Regions from separate parts of the Gossypium arboreum genome. Here region 2 is linked to region 1. The links are chromatin contacts, called in public Hi-C maps. All regions are on one chromosome and are shown on one strand. The core of a region is the stretch at or near the end of the contact, and the rest is flanking DNA. Distances in the headings are between cores, read along the strand shown.

The links. Hi-C and Micro-C count contacts between places; a contact is called where the count stands out from the background.
Region 2: a contact with region 1 is called in a Hi-C map of leaf, with 5 times the contacts expected there. The contact joins the promoter of LOC108484370 here to the promoter of LOC108460270 in region 1. A contact is called at or near these places in 2 of 5 Hi-C or Micro-C datasets (both in leaf).

Annotation. Positions count from the first base shown.
Region 1 is chr6:84,554,634-84,558,556 of ASM2569848v2, forward strand. It overlaps LOC108460270 (somatic embryogenesis receptor kinase 1), which reads right to left and starts at 2,032. Exons shown (of 11, transcript XM_017759707.2): 1 at 1,379-2,032; 2 at 350-482; 3 at 159-230. The coding sequence starts at 1,472.
Region 2 is chr6:85,012,413-85,016,335 of ASM2569848v2, forward strand. It overlaps LOC108484370, which reads left to right and starts at 2,139. Exons shown (of 10, transcript XM_053029239.1): 1 at 2,139-2,381; 2 at 2,475-2,558; 3 at 3,128-3,247; 4 at 3,443-3,585; 5 at 3,676-3,823. The coding sequence starts at 2,297.

The DNA.
Region 1 (3,923 bases), core at 782-3,281:
CCACTGGCCATACGGCTAAAGAAGCTTAGTTAATGCAACAATAATTGCCGTGGAATATTTCCTCCTGTTACAAATATAAAGAAAGTCCGCAATGGCCTATTTTACTCGGACACAATCACATCAATCAGCTAGAATTATTAAGGTGAAGCATGACTTACAAGTACTGCAAATTCTTAAGCAAGCCAAGCTGTGGTACAAGCTGACCAGATAAAGCTGCATTTCCAAGATCACTGAAAAATTGATGCAGAGGTAGACATTATACAAGTAAACCTTCGCGAATTCAGTAAAGCACAATTTTCTTAAGTTGTAACTGTGTACTCAGAAAACATCAAAGAGCAAAAAACCTTACACTCTAATAACACTATTATCATTGTTACATGTAACGTGAAACCATGTGCAGGGGTTAACAAGGGTAGGATCCCAACTCTGCAGTACATTGTTAGGATCATTCAAGTTGGTCCTTAGGCTGTGCAATGCATCACCTGTTTCAAGAAGCAAGTAAAGATTGTAAGAGGATAGCACTAAAAAACAATGCAAATGTTAAAAATATATAGCACAGCCAACCTGCTACCGAACTATATCTAGAAAGCATATTCATCAACACTCACAAAGCATTAGCAGGTCTATCAACAAGCAGAAAGCAGTTACTTGAAGAAGCTCAAACAGTTTGAAACAGTACAAGACATTAACTGTATCATACTTCAACAGTTACAGCAACAAAATCTTCTAAATTTTGCAGTACTGGAAGTCAAATGTAAATATAACATACATTGAACCAGTAGTTAACCAAAAAAAAGAAGCAATACAAAATTCTTTAATATTAAACAGTGCGAGTTTAACGACCTCACGAGCATAATAGATCTGCTATCAAACCAGCAAGGGATGTGAAAAACAATTTCAATTGTGCGAAGAAGCCATGACTTCTACAGTATCACCAACATTTAATGTCTAAAGTACGCAACTACTGTGAACAATAAAACGTCACAATCTGAATTATCACAAAGCCATTCTAGAAAAAAGCATTTTTCTGAGACATGTTCTAAGATACCCAATATAACAAGAGCCACAAATTGTACAACCATATTGCATAATACTAACATTTGATTGACAACAAGGAGCAGAATCCGTACAATCAAATTAAACACTTCTAAAGTAATCTCCCAAAAGCAAAACACACAAAAAATGAAACTTCCAACCATCAGGAAAACAAGTATAAAGCACAGACATTTTCAAACTCAAAACCAAATTATAAGAAGAAATATCAAAAGCCCCATTCAGCGAAGTTACAAAAATCAAGGATCAAACTCCAAAAATTATTGAATGCAAATAAAAAAAAAAGGAGTTGCCGGTAGAGTAAAAAAAAGGAAGACATGTTCACCTTCCACATTAGCAGAAATAAGCCAGAATGGATGCAGTAGCACCGAGATCAAACAAACCAAAACCAAAGATTTAACCTTTTTGCTTCCTTCCATTTGACAAAAGAAAGGGGAAACTAAAAGCTGCAACTTTTTAATTTAAATTTTTTTAAGCTCTCAATCTAAATATCCTTAGATCCAAACAATACAGAAACCCCAACAACACAACATTACAGCAAAAAACCAAAAACCAAAAACCCTAGCTCTCAACTCCCACCATTACCGCCCAAAAAATCTCCTCAATCAAATCCTTCCCTTTGATCCCACTCCCCTCCATTCAAAAGCATGCCCAAAAAAGGCAGCCAACAAAAACATAAATACAAAGAAAAAGAAAAGAGAAAAACCAAGCCAAAAATTACTCTTTTTTTTAAACCCTTTCTTTTAGCAAGTTTTAAAAAACAAAATAAAAAAGAAATCAACTTTCCTTTTTGCGTTTCTCAAAACTTTCTCTTTGTAAGTCAAGTGATGGAGTGATTTTGAGAGAGAAAGGGAAAATTAATTTTTATTTTATCCTCTTTTTTTTCTTTGAGAAATGAGAGCGAAGCGTGCAGTAAAAGAGGTGACCGAACGTGCTGACCGTTGCCCGAACGCAGTCAAAACGGGTTCGCGCTATATAATGGAAAGCGACATAAATAAGGCTTTGAGGGTAGTTTTGGGGTTTCATTTCCGTTTTTCGGTCAAAATGTTGGACCGTGGATCCCCCACTGCGCATCTCTTTTAATTGAAAATCTTCTTTGTGCTATAATTATTCAAAGTAATATGATAAGAGTTCCGTTTATACACTTCTAAATTTTAAATTAGTATACGGCTTTCTTTTACTTATTTTAATTTTTTAAGGAAAATCTTAAATTTATACTTGGTTAAATTTATAATTTGTTATGATTATACATATGTAATTTGAATTATTTATATATGAAATTTTAATTTTGATTTAATTTTACACATTTTAATTAATATATATTTATTTTAATATCAGATTAATATAACTAATTGTATATGTAATACATCAATATAAAATTGTGCTAATTCGATGCTGTTGTTAGTAATTTTGAAAATTGAATCAAATCAAATTTTATATATAAAATTGCACAAAATTAAAGTTCATGTATAACATTGCATATTAAATCAAAATTCATATATAATTTTGATATTTATCTATTTTTTTGTTATATCTAAATCCATCCATTCCAAATTAGTTCAATCTAATAAATTGAATTGAATTACATCATATTTAAATATTGATTCCATGTAATAAATTTGAGAGACTTTAACATTAATACTTTAAATTTGATATTTATTAAATAAATGAAATTTTTTTAAAAATAATTGTTGAATTATAAATGAGATTTTGGTATAGGTAATAAAGACTAAAGTCTTACTACATGTCCTAAGTTCAACTCTCACTTTTACATAAAACATGTGATGTTTGTCTCTAAATTCTTTTAGACTTAAAACTCACCATATATGAGTTGCTTCTTATATTAGTTCAATTATTCCTTACAATGCTATTTGTAGTTGATTTGGAGTAATTTTAAACTTAAACCCTGAGTTTGATTTAAAAAATTTACTTATTTATTAAATAAATTTTAAATAAAAGGATAATTTTATTATTTATTAGTTATTGTTGTTATCTTCAATCTTTATATTCAATATTTTTAATTAAAATAATAAAAATAATTATAATTATAAATATATTATATTATATGTTATATTATATTATATATAAAGCATTGTTTTTTTTTAAAAAAAAATAAATGAGCGATTCCATTCAATTCAATCAAACAATGACTACCATTACAAGGTCATGAAGTTCGTGAAGTAGTCCACACAAAATCAAACCTCATTAGCATCATTTAAGACCATGCAACATAGCAAGTCAGTAACTTTATTGGTCAATCATAAGCAAAAACAAAGTCTAAATGTTCAAAGTCTAAAAACAGAGAACGAGCCTCCAAAACAAATTGGCACAACAAAGATAAGTCAAGCATTACATGGTTAAAATTAGAGATTACAACATAAGAATTAGACTCTATTACAATATCTTAAATCCCATGTCACTAGCCAAATTGAGGCTCAAAATCACTACGTAGGACTCTGCCAAAGATAAGTCAAAGCAATTGAATGCCTTAGTTGTTGTCCCACCCAAAATTAGCCCATCTACATCCCACGCAATGGCCCCAAACCCAATCATGCGCGTATGCTTGTCCTATGTAGCATCCATGTTCACTTTCACTCGACTAATACAAGAAAGAACCCAACGCCCTCTGTAAGGCTTCCACAACAAGATCAATCAATTAAGTAGGTTGTGAATGTGGAACTCATTATGTAAAGATTACACATAATTTAGCACAACATGAGGTGGAGTGAGGCATCCATGCAAGACTTCATTATTTCTTATGTTCTAAGACTCTCGTAATAGCATACAAAAGCTAGCCATTGAAACCCTGTCCAACTTGCGTATGGCAAATGCAAGCTAGTGAGCACAATAAAAGGCATTGAAAGTAAAAA
Region 2 (3,923 bases), core at 889-3,388, 460 kb after region 1:
AAACTAACCTGGGTCTGATTTTCACGAACACAGTGCCTTAACTTTTCAAAACCTGCATCCAAAAGAGAACCTCTCTTCAATGAAACAGTCATACCTTTTTCCCTCCTATGACCAAGTTACCTCCGCTCCAAACAAGTTAACTTCAACTCCGTAACAGATGAGGGACGTCCGATTTCACCGGTCACTGTATAACCTTCCAGAATATAAAGACTGCAGGTTCTTTTACCTTTTAACAAAACGAGAACTCCACGAGATACTTTAATGCCGCTCGACTCGATGTTGATTTTGCATCCTTTCAAGTCTAAAATACTTAAGAAGATGAGATTCTTTCGTAAATCAGGTACATACCTGACATCTGAGAGTGTCCTAATCGTCTCATCATGCATCTTAATTTTAACAATACCAATACAAATTACCTTACTAGATGAATCGTTTCCCATGCGCACAACTCTACCTTCAATCGAACTGTATGTGGAGAACCATTCTCTATTGGGACACATGTGGAAAGAACATCCTGAATCTAGGATCCACTCGGACGTAAGCTTGGTGTTATCGCTTGTTAACACTAACAAGAAATCATCACCATTTTCATCGGCCAAATTAGCACCAGCTACATCTTCCTCGTTACTCTCAGCAGCTTTTTTATTTCACAATTTATACCAATCTGCTTTAACGTGACCTAACTTTTTACAATAGCGACACCTTTTATCTCGTTTCTTTGATGCTACCAAAACGGAAGCTTGCCTATTTGTCTTGCTATCCAAATGAAGCTCATTTTCGAGTTTGTCTCTACTCAACAAATGACCTTCACATCTTCGAACGAGAGTTTGTCTCTGCCATAAATTAGGGTCTCCCTGAAAGACTTGTATGAAGGGGGTAAAGAGCACAATAATAGTATAGCCTGATCTTCATCGTCAATATAAACCTCAACATTCTTTAAATCATTTAAAAGAGTAATAAATTGACTGATGTGATCTCTAAGAAGCTCACCTTCATTCATGCGAAACGTAAATAGACGTTGTTTCAACACTAAACGATTAGCCAGAGACTTAGTCGCATAAAGAGTTTCTAACCTTTTGCACAAGGTGGATGAGGTTTTCTCCATCAATACCTCCTGCAATACCATATTCACGAGGCACAACTGGATTGCAGACAAAGCATTTTCATCAAGCTCTTCCTATTCTGTTTTATTTAGATTCTCAGGATTTTTCCCAGTAACAACCTTTTTCAAGCCTGATTGAACTAGAATTACCATCATCCGAACTTGCCACAGATTGAAATTTGTCTCACCATCGAACTTCTCAATTTCAAACATTGTTGTTGCCATCTCTGAACGGGCTGATCTATGAAAATTGAACTAGCTCTGATACCACTTGTTAGGATTTCGACCCGATTAAGCAACGAACAAGTAAAATAGCGGAATAAATTGAGAAATTGAACACACAAATTTAACGTGGAAAAACCCCTCCAAAGAGGATAAAAAACCAGGGGCAAAGATAATTTTATTATAATGGCAAAAGAACGAACAGTACAAAAGATGGAGATAAAAACTAAACCCCGAAAACACGAAAACAAAGAATCCACAAAACGTAAACACAAAATTATCTAAATGTGTTATGAGTTCTAATCTCTAATGGAAGTGTATTTCTAAGGTTGTAAAAGAGCTATTTATAGGCTAAATTCATAGGTCAAATAATAATAAAATAATCTAAACTAATCAGTGTTTGATTGAAACAAGTAAATAGAGTTTAACTGAAAAATTATTTCTCAAATTTGACTGAAAATAGGAGTCATATTTAACAAAATATTTTATACATATTTTAGAATTTTTATAATTTTCAATAATTTTTATAATTTTTAAAAATTTATTCATCCAAAATTAATCTGAACAATGCTGTCCAAATTTATTTGTATGTACATTTCAAAAATTATTTTTACTCGCACGAGATAATTTTAGTAATTTCTATTAATCATGTGAAGAAAATTAACTATCAAACCAATCAACTTATAATTTTTATTAATTAATAAAACTAATTAATATTTTTAATCATTAAAAACTCAATTGAGTCAACATTCTTTATAACTGTCAATTAATTTTGTTTTTTAAAATTTATATATTATAGATGTTTACTGAGGCGAGTCAAAGTTTGGGTTCACAAGTCAAATCTAACGAGTTCTGACACATCAAGGCTACGACCGAAACATATATTCATGGTGAGACACCTTTAAAACCCCTTATTAGCCTCTACTCTCACAGCTGCTTCAACACAAAAACCAAGAAAAAAAAAATAAGAACATGCCAGCCCAGGATGACGAGGAGCAGGGCCAGGTATTCGTTGATGAATCCGACATAATCCACGAAGTTGATGTCGACGAAGAAGGTTTCGGTCTCTCTGTCTAAATTTACGTTTCCTTAGTAACTATATTCTTTTAATATTATTTTTATTTTTCTTTCTGTGCGTGGGTTTATTCAGATCTTCCTGATGCTGACGATGAGGATGATACTGAAAATATTGAGGATACAGATGATTCCATTCACATATTCACTGGCCATACGGGTATTAACAATTTCTTTTTTTAGTTGTTGTTTTGTGTTTTTATGTTCAAACCTGGGATTAGATTTCGTGGTAGCTTCAAACGGCTGAATTTTATTGTTCAGGCCTTGATTTATCTGGATTTTAAGTTTAATTTGAGATTCGATATTAGTTCCTGGAAATAATCAGTGATGTTTGTTGAATTTTAATTTGCCATACTATTGGTCTTGAGAGAAACTTGCTTTGATTACCAGCTCAACTGTCAAAACTAATATGTATTTCCTTAAAGGGGAAAACAGATCTTAAAATTGTTTACGAAATTATTCCATCAATATAGAAATGGGAACTAGAATATTTAGAAGGGGTTGTCCCATCAGATTATTGTAATGTTTATTCTATCTCAATTTACTCTTTACTACTAGCTTCCTTCATGAAGGCTATTTTTCACAATAGATGAACATCAAGCATCATTACGAAAGTTTGTAAGAAAAACAAAATCATTATGAAAGTCATCCTCTATGCGACTAAAAGAATTTAGAGTGAAAACTCACCAGAATTTGTACAGAATCTTAATGCGATGAATGTTTTTCCAGGTGAACTTTATGCAGTTGCCTGTAGCCCAACAGATCCAGTGTTAGTGGCTACTGGGGGTGGAGATGATAAGGGGTTCCTTTGGAAGATAGGTCATGCTGATTGGGCTTCTGAGCTCCGAGGTATGGCCATGATACAATACAACATCTAGACAGTTCACTCTCTTTTTGCAGTACAAGTTTTTCCCTGCAGTGATTTATTGAAGCCAATATTACTTTTGCATTTTGCCAAAGTGGATGTGTGTGCCGTTGACTTTTCTAACATTCTTCATTTCTTATGCTTCTATTAAACCTCTTGTAAATGCAATGCCTGTGCAGGCCATACCGATTCAGTCTCTAGTTTAGCCTTTAGCAGTGATGGACAACTACTTGCATCTGGAGGTTTTGACGGACTTGTTAAAGTTTGGGATACCTTTGGAAATTACAAACGCACACTTGAGGGTCCTGGAGGTGGCATTGAGGTAAAACTAAATAATACTTGGATGCTAACTACTCTTAATATTATATGTTTTCTTTGGAACTTAATTAATGATGGACTTCTTGCCTGATAGTGGATTAGGTGGCACCCAAAAGGTCATCTAATCTTAGCCGGATCTGAGGATTGCACTGCTTGGATGTGGAATGCTGATAATGGGAAGTGTCTTAATGTATTCTCAGGCCATGGTGCCATTGTGACCTGTGGTGATTTTACCCCTGATGGTACTAACTTTTCATTCTCTACTGTTAGATCATTTGTTTTGCTCTTCTTTTTCTGTTTTTGCATCTTGCTTTCTGTTTGAGCAAATCTGATAAGTATATA